Linked DNA regions of Muntiacus reevesi: region 1 is linked to region 2. Evidence: chromatin contacts called from public Hi-C data. All regions are on one chromosome and are shown on one strand. Each heading gives the region's core, a stretch centred on a gene start, on an enhancer-like site or on the middle of the called end of the contact. The rest is flanking DNA. Distances are from core to core; before and after follow the strand shown. Region 1 holds the start of TMEM14A (transmembrane protein 14A). Region 2 holds the start of MCM3 (minichromosome maintenance complex component 3).

Region 1 (4,003 bases), core at 24-2,523, 330 kb after region 2:
CCTCTCCCAGAACCCTGTTAACTCCCTCGGCCCACCTTAACACTTCTCAGATGTTAGATATAGTCACACTGCTTCCTTGAAGCACTTTTAAACACAAGGAGTAGATTCAGCAAACAAATTTCACAAGGTTTAATTTATATTCTTAGTTTTTTTTTTTTTTTTTTTTTTTTTTTTTAAAGAGATCCTATTATTCCCAGTCCCGCGGCATCCCTAGAGCTGCTTGATGAACCCTAGATGACGCTTCCCTGGTGGCTCAGACGGTAAAGAATCTGCCTGCAATGCGGGTGACCTGGGTTCGATCTCTGGGTTGGGAAGATCCCCTGGAGACGGGAAGGGCAACCCACTCTAGTATTCTGGCCTGGAGAATTCCACTTACAGAGGAGGCTGGCGGGCTACAGTCTATAGGGTCGAAAAGAGTCGGACACGACAGAGCGACAGCCTAGATGACAGCCTTCTTCAAATCTGAAGAGCTATTATATAAGGAAGAGGGTTGGAGTTACTGGCAGTGGCCTGGAAGGCAAAACTGGAGTGAGGTGAGAAGTTGTAGCCTGGAGGCAGGACTCACAGGTTTATCCCTGGGAATGCGTTATTCTGGAATTAGACATGATTTAGTGCCTTTCAGTTCTGGCACTCTGTACCTGGTCCCTTCAGGTACTTAAGCCCAGCAAATCCTGGCTTTTACCAGGATGCTGGTCTCCGCACCACATCTAGATAACGTCGTAGATGGTGCGATATACTGAAGGGTGCTCAGGCTTTGAAACCAGACCAACTCGGGTTCTAACCTTTGCACCCCACTTAGGAGTTAAGTCTGTGGAAAACTCCTCCGCCTCTCCGAACTTTAGCTCCCTCCGCTGAAAATGGGGTCAATCTGCTGGAGAGTACGTAAAAGGCCTGCTGGAGAGGCCCCACAAACGCCCCTTAAATGAAGGAATCTCTTCTCTGGTTAAAAATCGTTTGCTCTCTGGAATCCCCGTTATACCCAGGTCCACGCCCAGTCTCGCTCCGTCCAGCAGGGGGCAGCAGACTCCAGTCCCAGGATCAGGGCCAGACCCGAAAGCCTGGCGCCGGAGCGAGTGGCCGGGTCCCGAGCGAGTGACCAAGTGTGGCCGCCGCCTGGGATGCTAGAGCGCCGGCAATGCAGGTGGTACAGGCAAGTAACAACCTCCGCTGCGCCGGGAGGGAACCGACCGGGTAGGACCGAGCTGCGGAGGAAGGGATGCAGCGCATGCGCGTGAGGGGGAGGGGCCGGTGCTTCCTGGAACCAGCAGCCCCGCCCAGTGCTGGGAGGTGAGCTCTCAGTGGGAAGGCGCTGGCGGTGAGCTTAGCTTTTCGGTTCCAGGTACGAAGTTTTCCTGTAGCTGGCTCCCAACTTTTTTCTTTTCACCCGCGGGGAAAGCTTGAGGCTGCAGGTGAGCTGTACATCTAGCTGTACCTCAAGATCTTTCTGCCCGTAATTTTCATGCAAAGGTGCAGAAACAGGCAGATAACGATGCCGAGAAACTTGGGAAGATTTTGCAGGGGGTGGCGTCTCCTCTTCCGGGTATCGCTTCTCTCCTTTTTCTGGGAAGTCCCCCAATTTCTTCCTTCCAAGGTCCTGAATCTCCTACCTGTCCTCCCTCCTCCCTTCTCGGAGCTAGGGAGAGATGGAGAAGGGGGTGGGGCCCTTGGATCAACGCAGAAATGCATGGTAAGGTTTCAAACCTTCCAAGCACCATTCAGACTGCACTCGAAAGTCTTTCGAGCCCCCAAGGAGTTCAAAGGTAGGTAATTATTGATACTTAGCATATGCAAATGGTTTTTATATAATAGCTTAGGGAGATCTCTTAGTGGGTTCTCCAAATTTTGGAGGGCTAGGGACAAGGCAGGGCCCTGTCACCTAGTTTTGTGCGCTGTGCAGTAAATCATTTTGCTGCATTGCACCCAATATGCTTTCTGGCTTTTCCAAGGGCTGGGCTTTGCATTTGCGATGGGAGCACTTGATGCGTCGCCCACACCATCCTCATTCCCGTCCCCGCCTTGTTAACGCAGCCTCTGGCTTTCTTGTGTAATTCTGAGCAAATCAAACGGTCCTGCAACGGAAAAGGAGCGACAGGGCGAATTGCCTTTTGCTTGGATTTTCGCTGTAAAACCTTACAAGAGCTGAGAATAGATTTCTTTTGCCTCCTTAGAACACTCAGTTCACTAAGGAGATGAAGGGATTTTTCCTGGCAATAGAGCTATGCTAGGGTAGGTCAGTTACAGAGTATCTTAAGGCAGAAATTATTCCTGAGTTTAGTCTTGAAGGAGCTTGACTGGTGTGGAGGAGAGAGAAGGTCAACCGAAGTGACTCTGCATCAGGGGCCCAGGAGAGGGTCAGAGGAAAAACTGGGGTGGGGCTGGGGGCTCAGAGGAGGGAAAAGGAAACAGCCTTCCACAGCAGGTGATTGACTTAAGGAAAAAATTAGGTTCCTGTTACCACCTGATGATAAGTGATTTCTCTCATAACTTCACCTCTGTATGTAAGGGTGTTTCCTGACTGTGTCTTGATCATCTTAGACTGAACATGTTTCCCTGTCTCAGGAAACAATAGCAAGGCTCTTCTCCCCACTAGTGGTCCAAGCCAGAGATTCATCCCTTCCCTGACAACCACCCCCCCCCCCCCACACACACACCCTGGGTTTGTTGATTCAACCACCTGACCTGTCCACCTCACTCCACTTTCATTTCTCCAGGCCAGACCACCATCATCTCTTGCTTGGCTTACTGCTTCAGACCCGCAGCCCACCTTCACCAGACCCCCTTTATAGGGGTCCAGGAGTCGTCTGGCCCTTGCTCACCTGCACCCCGTCTTTTTACACCGCTTGCACTTCTCTCCGTTTTAAAACCATGCCATGCTGTCTCATGCCACTAGGCTTTCGTAGGCGTCTCTCTTCTGCCTAGGACACACCCCTCCTTGCCAGCCTCCTTCCTTGCTTTCTCCTGCCCTCCTCAAGGCCCCAGCTGGGTCCCTGCTTCCTCACAGAATGAAGCTTAGGCTCCCAGCCTGGGAGGGTGAAGCTCCTGGTTATAGGGCCTGTGCCTCTCCTCTGAGGGCTCCCTCATGCAGCTGCCGCCTCCCTGGTGCCACACTGGAAGTCCTGGAAGATCAGGGCCATGTCCATCAATGGGGTTTTCCGTCTCTTCCTGCTGCCGGCACATAGAAGACACCCAAGAAATCATTGTTGATGTAATTGAGTACACGTGCAAGTTATATCAGTACTATTATGGCTTGAGTCTATGAACGCCTGCATCTTAAATCCACCCCGCCTCAGTTGATTTCTTACTGTGCTGAAATAGTATTGCCCTTGTTCACGTCAAGCTTAAAAATGGGTGTAAGAGTGAAAGAGAGGATCATCATTTGAGCAGCTAATACTTGTTGGGTGTTCAGTGTGTGCCAGGCATGGGTTCTGAGTGCCTTACAGCAGCAACTCATTTCATCACCATAGCAACTCTGTGAGGTAGATATTTTTATTATCCCTGTTTTACAGATGGAGAAACTTAAGATACAGAGAGATTAAGGAACGTGCCTAACATTACATGTTGGTGAGGACAAGCATACACTGTGGAATATCATGGGCTCCTTGAGAAAGATGGGAAGTAGGACTGGACGTGAGGTGCTCACGGGGCTGAGGGTGATAGGTCTCCAGGTGCAAGACAGTGTAGTGTGGGCTAAGCTACAAGGCCAAGAAGTACTTAACGCAGAATTCAAAACTTTCAGGAACCTCAGTGTCACTTGCACGTTCACTCTTTTGGCAACTAACTTAGTTTTTGGAAGTACTACTGATTAGGAATGACACTTCTCTGAGTCTGCTATCTTGGTTCTGCTGTGTGACCTCGGGGCTGCTGCTTGCCTTTTCTGTGCTTTAGTCGCCTCATCTGCAAATTGGATAATGATAGTACTTACCTCCTAGGGTCGTGGTGATAAGTAAATGAGTTGATACATATAAGCCCTTATAGTGGTGCCTGGCACATGGTAACTGCTCAG
Region 2 (4,206 bases), core at 580-3,079:
GCAGGCCAATTTTAACTCAGTGATGGGGAAATGATACTCAGTTAAACATAGAAGGAGAGGAAAATGCCCACCACCTACTTTGCAAAGAAGTAAAAAACATAGAAGCAGGTGAGGGTGACGTACTAAGGGCTTCCTGGTCAAACATATTTCATCCAGGCCCTCCCCTGGGAAGCTTGCTCCAACCTGGGGAAGAGAGAGGAGCCATTCTCACTCAGGACTAGGGATGTGACTTGGAAACTCACCGGTTAGCCCTCTTCTCGTTTTTCCTACGCAGGTCATTCACATTGACAATCAACCGGTACTGGTTATCACTAATCAGCTCCCGAACTTTGCTCTGATAAATTCCCTGGTCTTCCTGCAAAATAACCACCACATGCTACAGCAGCTCACAAATTCAAAAACTGGATGTTTTTAAAGAGTGGCAGCTCTCACAGCAAGATAAATATATCCATCCCTGCGGCAGACCTGAGCCCCCACTTCACCCACATTTTCACTCACTAGCTTCGGATTCCAAATACACCCTAAAAAGCCAGTGTATAAATTATAACAACTTCCTCAAGGTTATTATTCCTGTTATCACCAACAGCTCTTCTGTATGCAGTCACTTCTCAACTTTTAATGGGGAATTAAAACAAGCTCATAAGTAGTCTAAAAAGACAAGTAAAAAACTTGTCAAAATATAAATTAAAGGGACTTTTAATATATCAAAGTAACTAACTATAACTTAGTTGCAGTAATATATCTGCAACTTCTGTTGCAGAATCTTGTATGAAAATAAAATATTTTATTTCCCTATCATCTGTATAATATAAAAAGAGTTCTCATATAAGGGACCTAGGAGTTGGGAGCCTAAGTTACATTTACAAACAGCACTATCAACCCTTCAAGATGCTTTACCAATATTCATTCCATGGCTGTCAATCCTAAATTGCCTATAGTGAAAGTGAAGTCTCTCAGTCGTGTCCCACTCTTTGCGACCCCATGGACTGTAGCCTACCAGGCTCCTCCGTCCATGAGATTTTCCAGGCAACAGTACTGGAGTGGGTTGCCATTGCCTTCTCCAGGGGTTCTTCCCGATCCAGCGATCGAACCCAGGATCGTAGGCAGACGCTTTTACCGTCTAAGCCACCAGGGAAGTCTATAAAATCCCCTTTATTTGCGTACCAACCCTCTTTCTCCGCTTCCCATCAGGTACGGAAAAAGAATGCGGCCAAATTAGAAAGTCTTTTCCTCCTGGTAGGAAGTCAGTCATTAAAGCCTGGGGGCCCTATAACGGGGCGGGTCACTACCGATTTCCCGCGGTCCTTTCCCCACTCTCCCCCCAAATTAGGAGAGCAGGGGAAAGTGGGAACGATCTCTAAAAGGCCAACGTGGGCTTTACCCTTGGTTTGCACTTGGAGAAAACCTGTTGACTTTCGCGAGACCTAGCCACCATTTGTACTCGAGAGAAAAATTACAGGATCGCTCTTAACCACTCCGTCGCCAGGAAAGCTACCAGATCGGGGCGGAAGGTCCCGGGCAGCCGCCCAGCCGCCGCAGCCTGGAGGCCCGCGGTCGCCCTTGGCCCGCAGTGTCTCCGCGGCCTTCCTCGGCTCCTGCGCGGCCCCTGGGCCTCCGAGCGCCCTAATTTCGTGACTCGGCGCCTCTCTCACCTCGTCGTCCAGGAAATCCAGGTAGTCTCTCTGCGCCTCTCGCAGCTCCACATCGTCCAGCACCACCGTCCCCGCCATGCTTGCCGCCCTGGGATTTCTGCGCGGAGGCCCTTTGGCTGACAAGCCCCGGCGCGAAAACTTCCCAACTTTTCCCGCCAAGAAAAGTAACCTCAAGGAGGGGGCGGGGTATCGTGGAGCGTATGTACATTCCGATTGGCTGATTTTCCTACGCTACAACAGCGAGCATCCAATCGAGAGCTGCTTCTTTTCCGGGTTTTCCGCGCGGCGTCTCGCGGTGGCGGGAAATGTTCCATCCGGCGCCCTCCCCTCTCCGCCCTTACTGACGAGAAGGCGGACCAATTGGACGAGAGGATACTCGCGAAACCCGGTCGTTGCAGAGCCCGCGAGACCCCGGAGCTGCATTCTGGGAGTTGTAGTCGTCCCCCCTTTCCCTGTACTTTTACAAACGTTCGTGTTTTATCCCCCCAAGTTGTTTCCTGACCTGCTGAAGAGTGAAGAAACTCAGCCCCGCTATTGGACTGAAAGTAGCTTAGACGTCAGAGAACAGAGGTTTAGAACGCAGGGCGATAAAAACATAAAGGCAAGTCGTTTAAAAAATATATTCAAATCAGTTGTGCATGGATATGTTTCTCAGTCAACCGGTCTCTGGTGGTATCCAGGGCGAGTTGGTTGGGGGGAGTGAATTTCTAGAATCTGAGGGGAAAATAGAATAACATCTTTGGAGAGGTTCTGTAGTTCAGTGACTCGTTTGCTAACTAAATACCGGGGCCTGAAGTAGCTCATAAAAATATCAAGCCGCAGAGGAGGGAAAAATGAGAGAAAATTGTCGGGATGTTACCCACTCTCATCCCTACTTCCCGCTGCCCTCCGAGGTGGCCTTATATCTGTTACACGAAATTGTGGACGTAATTACTACACCATCCTACTTGCAAGCGGGTAAGTTAAAGGCTTTCTCCCCTTATTAGAAGGTCACAAGTTCTTTTTTAAAAGCTTAGTTTATTGAAAGATAATTAGGAGAAACAAAAGTGTTTCAAGCCTCTTAAGTAATGAACAGGACTAGACATTTGGTAACCATATCTGAAATTTCGACCAATAATTATTATGTTTGAAAGTCTCTGGGACTCACTGTACACTTAAATATAATCCTCCCAAGCAAAATGTATATGCCATCTATTTGTATGTGTGTATTCTTGGTTATTACACACTTTATAGTTAGCATATTTTTTGTGTCATCCTAGCAGGCAGATCCTTAGTCAGAGGAAAAAGGCTGTCATCTGGCTAGCTGCTTTTGTTTATAAAGGGGAAAAAAAGGAAGGAATTCTAGATGAGGATTCTGTTTGCAAGTATGTAGTAAGAGATAATTATTTATTAACTTGAGAATGCCTTTATCACTTGATCTTAACTGTCAGTTTATGACTATATTGAAGACTCAATGTCCTCTGCTCTGAAATCAACTTGAAATTAATGCTAAAAGAACCAGGAAGCTTAGTTCAAATAAGTTTTTAAAAAATCAAGTTATTTGCAATGGAAAGTTCAAAAGAGTAGAAATATGAAAACCAAATCTTACGTTTCCTTTTTCTTTTTTTTTTTTGGCCCTACTGTGGGACTTGTGGGATCTTAGTCCCTTGACCAGGGATTGAACCCAGGCCCCCCAGCAGTGAAATCATGGAGTCCTAAGCACTGAACCACCAGGGAATTCCCAAAAATTTCATTCAGAGTTGTGGACTTTTGCACAGAGAACCGTCCTGCCATGGTTCTGGATAAAGACTGGGTTTACTTTAATGTCATTATCCTCAGCTGTGAAAGACATTCAGATTTTTTTTTAAGTTTTCATTTTATATTGGAGTATAGTTGATTAACAATGTTATGTTAATTTTAAGCGTACTGCAAAGTGATTCAGTTATACATACATGTGTTTCTATTGCTTTCACATTTAGGTTAGTACAGAATACTGCACAGAGTTCTGGAGAAGGCAGTCGCAACCCACTCCAGTACACTTGCCTGGAAAATCCCATGGACGGAGGAGCCTGGTGGGCTGCGGTCCATGGGGTCGCTAAGAGTCGGACACGACTGAGTGACTTCACTTTCACTTTTCACGTTCATGCATTGGAGAAGGAAATGGCAACCCACTCCAGTGTCCTTGCCTGGAGAATCCCAGGGACGGGGGAGTCAAGTGGGCTGCCGTCTATGGGGTCGCACAGAGTCGGACACGACTGAAGCGACTTAGCAGCAACAGCAGCAGCACAGAGTTCACTGTGCTCCACAGTAAGTCCTTGTCAGTGACATTCAGATATTTAGTCTGTATTATCTTCCTTTCATTAAGGAGTGAGATCTTTGAGCTGAGAAAGTGTATTTCCTTCGTTATGCTCTGCTTCTCCAAACTGTTCAGAAGGGACAATCAATCACGTTGTTGCTTAAAAAAAAAAGTTAGGGGCATTTGTATATATGTCATATAGAATCCACCAGAGCCAGTGGCCCTTCTCTACTTATCGATAATGAAGAAACAGATGTAACCTGATGAAGCCCAGCATCT

Evidence for each region. A called contact is a pair of places that touch in the nucleus more often than the background predicts.
Region 1: a Hi-C map of blood shows a contact between it and region 2, with 3 times the contacts expected there. The contact joins the promoter of TMEM14A here to the promoter of MCM3 in region 2. A contact is called at or near these places in 2 of 3 Hi-C or Micro-C datasets (blood and muscle).

Annotation. Positions count from the first base shown.
Region 1 is chr20:26,147,684-26,151,686 of mMunRee1.1, forward strand. It overlaps TMEM14A (transmembrane protein 14A), which reads left to right and starts at 1,274. Exons shown (of 6, transcript XM_065913097.1): 1 at 1,274-1,409.
Region 2 is chr20:25,820,754-25,824,959 of mMunRee1.1, forward strand. It overlaps MCM3 (minichromosome maintenance complex component 3), which reads right to left and starts at 1,830. Exons shown (of 16, transcript XM_065912978.1): 1 at 1,653-1,830. The coding sequence starts at 1,705.